2 separate regions of the Mus musculus genome follow, and region 1 is linked to region 2. Evidence: chromatin contacts called from public HiCAR-type data. All regions are on one chromosome and are shown on one strand. The core of a region is the stretch at or near the end of the contact, and the rest is flanking DNA. Distances in the headings are between cores, read along the strand shown. Region 1 holds the start of Pappa (pregnancy-associated plasma protein A). Region 2 holds the start of Zfp618 (zinc finger protein 618).

The links. HiCAR-type assays count read pairs that join an accessible place to other places.
Region 1: a contact with region 2 is called in a HiCAR-type map of astrocytes, with 4 times the contacts expected there. The contact joins the promoter of Pappa here to the promoter of Zfp618 in region 2. A contact is called at or near these places in 1 of 39 promoter capture datasets (hippocampal neurons) and 1 of 115 datasets of contacts at active chromatin or transcription factors (astrocytes).

Annotation. Positions count from the first base shown.
Region 1 is chr4:65,120,473-65,125,833 of GRCm38.p6, reverse strand. It overlaps Pappa (pregnancy-associated plasma protein A), which reads right to left and starts at 1,660. Exons shown (of 22, transcript NM_021362.1): 1 at 887-1,660. The coding sequence starts at 1,292.
Region 2 is chr4:62,964,171-62,969,950 of GRCm38.p6, reverse strand. Zfp618 (zinc finger protein 618) reads right to left here and starts at 4,384. Exons shown (of 15, transcript NM_028327.1): 1 at 4,245-4,384. The coding sequence starts at 4,277.

The DNA.
Region 1 (5,361 bases), core at 411-2,910, 2.2 Mb before region 2:
CCTCCACCACCCCTCGTTTTATTAAAGGCATTTCCACAGATTCATTTAGAAGGGAAAATGAATGTTGAGGCGTTTGGAAGGTTTGCAGCCCTCGCAAAGTGTCCGGTTTCACTATGGGCTTTGCTGTGGAGCAGCGAAGGGGAGAGAGGGAGGGTGAGGAGGGAGATCTTAAATCTAGTATGGGCTCATAAAAGTCCCCAAAGAGAAAAGCGCCCCATTTCTCAGCCGAGTCTGGGGTAGGCTGTCAGAGGTGCGCTAAGAAGGTCTGACCCAGCGGTGAATGACAGGCAACGGGCTTTAAAAGCAAGGACCCAGAGAGGCAGTGTGGGTGGCTATGGTGGTGGTGGTGGTTCCCAGAGGCAAGCTTCGGGCAGAGAGCAACTTTGGGGTAGTTATAGGACTTCTAAGTCTGGCAATCAAAACTACCTGCCCCATGCCTACTTTGAGGGTAGCCAGGCTACTGGAGAATTGCGTCTATGGAAAAGTAAAGAGAAATGAACCGTTTCCTACACTTCTTTCACACGCAACCCATCTGGGTCCTGTACCCTTTTCTCCCATACCCGGACAGAGTCTCTCTGTACATCCCCAGCACCACTTAAGTATTCTGGGTTCCCGGGGGATCAGCTATATCCCTAGCTCCTGGTCTTGGACCGGCGAGGAGCTCCCGAGTGCAGCTCCCCAGAGGCCGGGCAGCATCCTTTCTCAGCGCGCCCATTCCGCAGATGGGTTAAAGAGAGTCTCTCTTCCTTACTCCCTGTGCTGCTCCCGGGACGGCTCCCGCAGACCCACCCGCCACCTGCACCCCAGACATCCGCAAGAACCCAGGAGGGGCCTGCAGAGACCCGCAGGGTGGTCCGCCAGACAGGGGGGACCCCTTTCTCCTTACCTGTGATCACTGCTGGAGACTTCTGGCCACCCTCGGCTCGCAGCCACACTTGCAGTGTAAAGGCGTCGCGGGGTAGCTCCAGGTCGGCCCGGAGGCGCAGCTGCTCCCCTCGCCCGCTGAAATAGAGCGCCCGGCTAGGCGGGCTCGGCTCCTCGGCGCCCCTCGCCGCCCGCTGCTGCCGCCGCCGGGGGACGCGCACGGCTTCCCAGGCACCGCCCGGAGGCGGCGGCGGCGAGGCGCGGCGACCGCGGGCCGCCCGGGTGGCGCAGGTGGCCGGTCCAGCGGCGGGGCGCGGGGGGCGCACGGCCCGAGGGTCTCTTCGGACCCGGCGGGGGCGCTCGGCCAGCCCGCAGCCCAGCGCGGCGCTCAGCAGCCCCAGGCGCAGCACCCAACTCCAGAGCCGCATGTCCGACGGTCCCCCCCGCCCCCCCTGCGCCCCTGCACCGCCGCCCGGAGCTGCCAGCTTTAGCTCGCACTACTATTTGCCTCCTTTCTCGTGCGAGCCCCCCTTCCACTTGCTTTTTTCTTTTCTTTCTCGCTTTCCTCCTCAAGGTGTGTGCTCCACTCCCCCCACCTTTCAAAAATACAGTCCAACTCCTCCTGGTTGGCAATTAATTTCTCTCCCCGCTCCTTTATCTGCCTTATCCCCCCTTCTAACAGCTGGATGCCTTCCTCCTTGTTTTATTTCATTTTATTTTATATATTTCTAGCTCTTAAAAAAAATCTCCTCTAACACACTGGTCGGCTGAATTCCCTCCCTCCCCCCAAGATGCTCTCATTTATTTATTTTTTGCGTCCTTTATAACACAAGCCACAGCCCCCTTCTCCCCCCCGCCCCCTCCCCTCCCTCCTTCTTCACGAAATGAAAGGAAAGAGGGGGAAAAAATCCCTTAGAAGACGAGTAAACAAGCGTGTGCTAATCTGTTCGCCAGCACTCCACCTTCCCAATTGAATGAGTCCCTGTTCAAACTGCGGGGATCATGACCAATCAATCGGTTTGGAGAGGCCGATCCACCCAGCCTTCCTCTACTTTGCCGTTTGTCTCCTTTCCTTCGGTTCAGCTTCTCCACCCCCTCTTTCTTCTTCTACTTCTTCTGTTTTTAAGAAGACAATCTTAAAGTAACAATTTAATGAAATTCTGTACACACCCCCTTACGGTCCTCCCTGCTCTTCGCATTCCGACTCAAAACACACGTTCTGGTTTGTTTTGTTTTGCTTTGCTCCCTTTACCCCCGCCCCTTATTTTTATTTTTTATTTTGCCTCGTGGCGGGAGAGAAAAATCTGTCTTTCAGGGTCTCATTTGCCCTTTGCTGTTACATGTCTCTCTTTTCACAATACACAAAGCGTTGAAACTTGATTTTCAGATTCTTTTTCATCTTCTCTGCCTCCCTCCCTCTTTCTTTCATTCTCCCACTTTTCTTCTTGTTCTCTGTCCCCCTCCCTTCACCTCCCTCTCCCATTTTTCTCCTCCTTGCTCTCTCTGTCTCTTTTGCCTTTCTCCTTCTCCTCTCACCACATTTTCTTAAAGTTATACTGTAGTAAGTTGGTTCTCTCTTCCCTGAGACCCCAATGCTAACCTTCGCGCTTCAGCATACCAAAGTCAATTCCCAAATCCGTATAGATTGAACAGAGCATCAGAGAACTGTTTGCAGGGCATCTCCCTTGGAGATACAGTGGACCAGTGCTATGTCCCCCATCATTGCCCCTGAACAATCCTACATCATTCAGTTGACTGTTAGATATACTTTTTGTTGAATATAAATGGTAGGAAAATATGAATTTACCCAATTTCAGCTTAAAAACAATCCAAGTTCTCCTAATGTTGGCCAAGCACAGGTAAGCAGGTAACAGTCTGCTGCCCCTGTGGCTCTACGTTTTGAACTGAAATATATATATATATATATTCATTCCTTTCCCCCTCTTTATGGAACTCAAAAGCTCCCCCTTATGGCAAAACAGCTCTCTTTCCCTCGAGTGTTTAATAAGTCAAAATGGGTTAGCCATGGTGGTTTAAATTTATTAGTTCTTTGCTAGCCTGTCCAAATAGTATCTCTATAAAAAGATGTCATTCCAGGTAGAATTTATGGTGGAAAACTGAGGTGAAGTTGACGCTACTAATTATTGACTTGCTCTCCCGTGGTGTTCCTATCCTACGGGCTGTTCCAGATCCTTCCTCAGAGTTAGGATCTTTGCTACATGCTCCAGGGAGGAACAGAACCATCGGAGCATATTTGCTGGTAAACAGATAAAGATTTGTAAGATGACAGATGACTCAGATCTCCACCCACCCCACCCCCCATAAAAGCTGAAATGTGGTAAGCAGGAATCATGGCACTATTCTGCAAACCAGCTATCCCAGATTTCTGTCCTCCTGGTCAGGGAAGAACTTGCTATGTAGCATCAGGCTAAGAGTTCTGGAACTCAAGGTCTCTACGTATAAAGAGATGCCCATCTTCCATCCTCCATTCTATAGAGACCTGATGGAAAGAAAAAAAAAATACTGTGCATAATGCCATAGGTTAAAAACTTACCCCCTACCCCACAAATCTCTCACGGTCTACAACTTTGATTCACCTATACAAACTAGGATGTAGTCCTCAAAGAAGGAAAAAGATGGGGGGTGAATTGCATAAACACTGTCATTCAGTACTTCCCCCCCATGATATTTGGAACACCACCCCCCACCCCCGCAAATAATATTTGGAACATGACTACTGCTCATTTCAGTTATGACAATTAGGTATTTGGAGACTGTATTTCCAGAGGCTTTTAAGCCATTGTGTACAATAATTTTAGTATTTGTAGACATTTAGAATTTCATCCACTTTCCAACCAGGAATGAAATAGGAGGCACATCAATTTCCAATGCACATGCACTCACCTGGTCTTCCTCTGAACCATTTCACTGTAACCTTCCATTCAGACCTCTTTACAGTGAGAGTGTATACTTTACAGCTTATTCTGAGTACAAAACCTCCTGAACTGTAGATTTTCTCTATGAGCACCATGTACTCCTCTGTTCCCATCAAAGTCAAAGTGCTCCTTAGGTCCCTAAATAAAAAAATTTCTTCCCCTCTGGAAGTGGAGGAAGGAAAGAATAGACATTATAGGTTGTTTTGCTCTTTGACCCCAATCCCTAAATGCATTGAGAATGTTTGCTAAAGCCTTTTACTGACATATTACTAAATGTATAATTACTGGGCAGCTAGATGGTACAGTAGGTAAAAGGTCAAGTCGGCTAACCTGAGTGGAATTCCTGGGACCCACAATGGTGAAAGAAGACTCAACTCTTGCGACTCTAGTGTTTTATCTGCCACATATAAACCATGGAGTCCACCACCCTCAGCAAATAAATAAGTAAAATAAAATTTTAACCATATAACTACCATTTCCCCTCGCCTGTCTTGGAGGCTACTCTTACTCTGTGCGCACATGGATTTGCTTGTTTTTATGCTGGAGTCTCATGGATGAATCGCACACTGTGCATGATAGGCCATTCAAAGCAATGGCTTACACATGGCCTCTGTATTGGCTTACATTTTAAATAATGATTCATCATGTAGTGCTCTCCTGTTAATTAATCATGTAGTCTCTTGTGGATTTTTTTTCTCATTTTTATCTTTCCATTTCTCCCCCTTTTAAGTACCAGAAACTGAATTCAGTGCTTCCCACATGATAGCTCTGCTAGTACTCTACTGCGGGGATAGTAGATCCCATTTAGTCTTGTCATAGCTACCCAGTCCCTGGTTCCCTTCTCAGGGCCTCCTAAAGTTTCTGAGGAAACTTTTGGTACCAAACCCCTTCTTACTCTGTACTTTTAATCCTTGGAACAAACTCCCTCAACGTGCATCTTGTCTGGAAGTAATTGAAAGCTCTCTATGTAATCCAGAAGTCTACAGTGTTCTGGAAGTTAGAGTAACACTTTTGAGACATAAGTGCGTTTGAATGGGTAAATTGTGGCCCAAAGTACTGGTTTCAGAGACACCATGACCTGTGTTCCTAAGACCTTCAGCAAGTTGTTAGCTTTCGGTTCTTAGTGGCTATACCGTGGTGCTATCGTGAGGATTAAATTATTGTATTGTGTGACATAGTGGTAGCTGCTCAGTAGAGGGTTGCCCATATTTCTTTCTGTAGATTTAAATCTAACAACCACTGGGCTTCTCTTTCCACTTTCCTTTACAGCCAGGACACAATCTTTTTACTCCCAGACAGTAAATTATTCTCATCTTGGAATTTCTAAGGCAGTATTATCTTCTTGTAGAACTTGTGAGATAGGATCGTGTATTGTTATCAATGTCCTGTTTAGGTCTTCCTGCCCAGATTAGGAAGTATCAAGGGCAAGAACTTCCAAGGGTCAATCCAGTCACCTGCTTAGAGAACTTTAACTAGGCACACAGGCCCCTGAAGGGCTCCCTCCTCTGGGCTCTCCTAAAACTTCTACTGAATTTCTACCAGCATGTCCCCAATGCTTGGT
Region 2 (5,780 bases), core at 3,135-5,634:
AATCTGTCTCTCTGTATTCGCTTCTATCCTCCCCACTCTAAGTCTGACTGATTTACCAAGTGACTCTATGACACACCAACAGAGAGTGACTCTCAGTCTAAGAAATAGTAATTCAGAGGTATGCATGCCACTGGACTGCCGAACCTCTGTAACCAGAATAGGGAAACCGGATGTGGTCTCAGCAAGCTTTCTCTACACTTCGATGAAGCAACTGCAACCAACCCCTTAAGAATCAGAATCACCAAGGAACCAATGCATTCCTATCCTCCAGCTGGGTTGAACACACATTTCACAAGCACAGCTCTACAGGAAATAGTGATCTACCCAAGGTCACGTAGCAAAACCTTGAGAGAGGTAACCCTGAGTACCCACAAAGCCACTTCTCCTCACCACCGAGGAGACACAAACAGTCATGAAATGCTATAACATGCCAGTACTGAGAATTCCCTATGTGTATGAAAAGCCAGCTTATCTACACCAAGTCAAATGGGGCAAGAAAGTTCTCCTTGCCCACAAAGGAGAAGGAAGGATTCTGAAGTCAGACGGAGGCAAAAGTGGAGAAGAAATCCTATCAAACCCAGGAACAGTTCACAACTGTTCACAACTGGTACAAGTCATGGGCTGTGTGTCTTCTAGAACCATAAAACCAGCCATCTTTGCTGTCCTGCAAAAGCAAGCCTTGTTCAATTCGACCGCTTGTGTAAAGGCTCAAAGTACAAGCAAGCTGTTCTTCCTGGCTTGGTTCAAGTCAAACTATAAAGCGAGTCCTTGAAATTTCAAACCTTATTAGAAAAAAAAATCTCCTTAGGCAGAAATCAAAACATTAATAAGAGTCTCCACTCTGAGAGGGAATAAAAATGACCTTTCACCAAAATAACCCAGACCATCATCAAATTACCACCCCTCAAGTCCAATTCGCCAATAAATTGGCAAATATTATATGAGAATGATAAACAGACGTGAACTAATAAAAACAGTTCCTATATTCGATACTAGCTTCCCATACTTCATCTGAAGGAGTAGACACAGAGAGGGAGAGACCAGGCCCAGGTCAGACCTCACCTCCGTGACACCAAGAGAAACAAAAGGGAGCTGGCCCCACCTCCAACAGGACCAGCATGCACTTCTATTTTTCTTTTTCTTTCAGAACAATCATGATGAGAGTAACCAATTCCATAAAAAGGAAAAAAAGAAGGAAAAAAAAAAAGATCTACAAAACAAATTACTCGCAATTTCTAGCCATAAACCATAAAACTACAGCCAACAAAACAAAATTCTCAGCAGAGTAGATTGCAGACATCTGAGTGGCAAGGCAGACTGTAGGCTATACCAAGAGATTCTCATTCCTTTGCACCGGAGATAACCTGTTATCTCCATCCTGGACCTTTGCTGAGGCGCCCTTACCCCATCCGTCTATCCATCCCTATGTCCATCCTTCTCCAGCCCTGGCCAACTTGAGCCCACTATCTCGCGAGGCCTCTAGAACTTCTGAAATTATAAATTCCTCGACTGTCAAGACATCGCCCTAAATAATTCAAGAGAAGAAATTTTAATTATGCACTTAAAGGAAAACAACAAAACAACAACAAAAAGGCTCATTCCAAACATGTCAGAACGTGGCCAGTCAGCCCTGAAGGATTGTTACAAAAACAAAAAAAAATTTTTTTTTAATTAAATTAAATTAAATTTCCCAAATGCTACGGCGATGATGGGGACTATCTAACCTGTGCCAATGTTAAATTCATTCCACAGAATTAGCAGCCCTTCAGAAACCCAGTTTCCATAAAACAAATTGGTGAGGTAGGTCCAGGACCACCCGCTAGCTGTTGATCCCGGGTCCAGAGTGGTCTATCCCCACCCCAGGTAACCCATCATAGCTCCAACCCCAACGTCTACAAGGTCCCCCCAAGTCCAACTAACACACTCCTTTTGGTTTGAAAAATTTGAACTTTTTTTTTTTTTTTACTCAAAAAAAAAAAAAAATCAGCACATCCGATCAGCCTAAATCATCACCAATTTCCCTTTATCTCAGAACAGATCTTATTCTCTTGTGTCAAATTTCCATCCAGTCAATATTTATCCCTTGAAAATTTTTCTCTTTTTTTTTTTTTTGTTTCACCTTCATTTGATTTATCTTAAGGACAAAACCTCCACATAAAATATTGTTTATAAAAAATGCTTTCAAATTCCCAAGGCAAGCATCTCTGGGTTTGGCTTTTGTGTGTATTCTGATTAGTTTTTCTTTCAAAGAAAATAATAAATTTTCCTGCTAGAAACAGCTGAGTTGGTGTTTCAGTTCATTTCTTCAGCAAAGTGTTCTTACCAGGGAAGATGGATTCAAATCAGAATTTTCATCTCTGCCATTCTCTCTCCCACCTTTTTTTCTTACTGGGTCAGTAAAATTTGTGGAATTTTCTGTTGTTGTTACAAATCCCCTCCCTTCAAAACACACACACACACAATCTTCAAATGATCAAGGCTAATGGATTTCTTCTCTTTTGACAGCAATAAAAAAAATTTGAAAAATGCAAAATATTAATGAATTATCCAACCCCACATCACAAAGAAACCTGAAGCCAACCTGAATTTTTAAAAAAGGAACTGATGATAATACTCTAATTGGACTAGAAAACAAAATTGAGAAAGACAAATTCTCCTCTTTAACAAGGATTTTTTTTAATCCTTATCTCCATCAATTGATTCACTTGTGTGTCGTAAAAAAAAATGGGCTTCTGTGAATCCACTGTTAGTTTTTCATAATAATGTTAATTATGCATATCTTATTTTAATGGCGGCCTCTCCTACAATTCTGTGGGCTACTCAGTTTGCACAATATATGAATTGACATTTTTCTCCATTGAATATTGCTCAAGAAAAGGTCCCTGACATTTTCTAGATAAAACAACAACAAAACAAGAAATGCCTAGACCTTGCAGCAAACAAAATCAGGAAACAGTCATAATTATTCCATCAAAGCAAAACACACACACAACACACACAACACACACATACACACACACAACATAACAAAAAACAGAAAAAAGACCGGCAGGATTTCACTCTAACTTTTCCAATTTCTGTTTTTCTTTAAAATCTCAGGAGTTAAATGCAGTAAAATGTAAATGTAAAAATTTAAACCTACAATTTTTGGGTGTGTCCAAAGCCAACATTTTAGGATCTATTTTCTCTCCTAAATCCTTCTTTCTTGGAAATGGAAAAACTTTGAACGCTGCCAAATGGCAAAATTAGTCATTTTTGCCTACGGAGCAAAACAAGCCGCAAATTATAATGAAACACAATTTCTAATTGCTTCATAAAGCCAATTCTCCCAGCTTTCCCTAAACTGAACTATTTCCCCCCTTTTCTCATTCCAATTACTATTTTTTTTTTACTCAAATTAAAATAACTTAGGTACCTAAACTGCCTTTGCTTTTAGGAGGTATTTTTGCTTTCTCCCCTTCAAGAATTGAATTCATTCAAATTCCAGCTTAATTTTCATTTACATATTATCTGGATTTGGCTTCAGAAATAAAATTGTCTCCATGTCCTTTCAATGATCAAAGTGAAAATTTTCACTCCAAAAAAGATAGAAAAAAAGAATCTTTCCCACATCCACCAGTTTGTAGATGAAACTTTGGAATAAATAAGAAATAAAAAATATTTCTTTTCAATTTTAATTTCTTTTTTTTTTTATTTACAAAATAGTATCCTCTAGGTGGCGTCGTTTTAATGGGAAAAAACTACCGTTTGAAGAAAAATTAGAAAAAAAAATTGAGAGAAGGAAATATGGCCTTAAAAAAAAAAAAAAAAAAAAAAAAAAGATTGTTGCAAAGATTGGGGGCCTGGAAGGAAAGCTCTCCTGGGGGTCACCAAGGACCATGAGAGCAGAGAGGGTCAAGGGGAAATTGCAAATTTCGGGGGAGGGGGAGATCTGGAAGAAGGTTGCATTTTCGCAAAATCTGAATTGTCCAAACTGCAATGGCTGCTCCGTGCTCTCGCCGCTTTGTTTCTGGGCTCCGGTCCGAGCTGGGGGCCGCGGGGGGCGGCGGGGGACGCCGGGTGAGGGGTCCCCATTAGCCTCGGCCGCCGCCCCCGCGTCGCCCGCGCCCCGCAGCGTCCCGGGGGGCCGCTCCCGCACCCCGGCCGCCCGGCCCCACTCCGGATCCCCCCGCCGGCGCCCGCGCTCGCCATCCCGCGGGGCTGCTGCGGCCCCCGCCCTGGCCCCCGCCCCGGCCCCGCGTTACCTGCGGAGCTGCCGCGCCGTCCGGCTGGCTCATCGGTCCGTGCGGGAGGAGGCGGCCCCGGCGCGTCCTGCTCCTCCCGGGCCGGGCTGCGCCGCGCGCACAATGCCGCTGCCACCGCCGCCGCCGCCGCCGCCGCTGCTGCCGCTCCCTCCTCCGCCCGCCCCGCGCGGGCCGGGGGGCGGGGGCCGGGGGCGCCGGGGGGGACCGCCGCGGGGACCGCAGATCGCCCCGCCGGCCCGCGCCCGCCGCGCTGCACCGCGCCCCGCACCGCCCCCGCCGGCCTCCGAGCCGCTGCGGGCCCCCGGCCTCTCCTCGGCCTCCGCCGCGGGCCTCCGCGACGCCCCACGCCTCACACAAAGCCGCCGGTCCCCCGCGCCGCCGGCGGCCCCCCAAACTTTCCCGCGCCAGCCTCGCGCGCGGGGCATTTGCTCGCGTGGGGCGGAGGTGGGGGCACAGAAAAGTTTTGGGGAGCGGCCTCTGGTGGGACAGAAGGGGTTAATGGGAACGCCTCTCCCCTCCCCACAAGCTCTCCCCCCCCCCCAAATCAGATCGATTTTTTTTTTAAATAAAAGTTTTGAGGAACGAAACTGGAAAGCTTCCTGGGAATATTCGGTAGCCTAGGCTATACCTAGCTCCCCCCTCCCCGTCCTCGCAGATAAGTTTGAGAACTGAGGGCCAAGGGGACCCTCTCTAACCCCCATCAAGTCTGAATATAAATTTACTATTTGAGGAGCCTCTCTTCTGTTTGATGTCAGTGAAGTCACTTTTTTACCCTCCCCCGCCAAAAAAAGTAAAAGTATTAAAAAAAAAAAAAAAACACAAAACCTGACCCTATGGAAGGAGATGTTGAAGGTTGAACAAGGGTCAGCCCCTCCCCCCCCCCCCCCCCCCAGTTAGAAAAGGAAAATTTTGACTTATCCCTCTTACTTGAACTGAAAGGTTAAAGAGGCCTGCTCTTTCAAAAGTCCTAAACTATAAAAATACAAAATGTTTCTTATATGAGAGCTTCCTCTTTATGACTTAGGAAGACTTAAGGGTTTGTTTCTGTCCTCCTACTCCCAAAATAGACTTAAAAATAATAAATCAGAAAGACCTGGCCTATATGAAAACTAGAGAGACCCCTGGATTCTTCTCCCACAGCTAGTTGAGTTTTAGAATAAGAAGTTGAAGAATTGCCATGTATCAGATGAGAAAGGAACCAATGTGTTTCCTTACCCTTCCCTTGAGAAAAAAAAAATAAGGATAGGATTGTTTTATGGAAATTAAGGCTAGTTAAACGGGTGCTTTTTCTGACTCCACCTTAAGAAAACATGTGTAGGAGCTTTTTAAAGTTTAAAGAGCAAACTCCTCTAAACAGAAAGGGCTCTAGAACTGTCCGTCCCCTTAGAACCCTTCTTCTTCCTTCAAGTTAGTTTTTAAAGACACCACTCTCCTGGAAGAATCAGTCTGTGGGAATTTGGCCCTCCGTAGAAGAAAAACAGTGAAGAACCCCACTTTTCAAACCCCAGCCTGGTAAATACATAAGAAGTTAAGCAG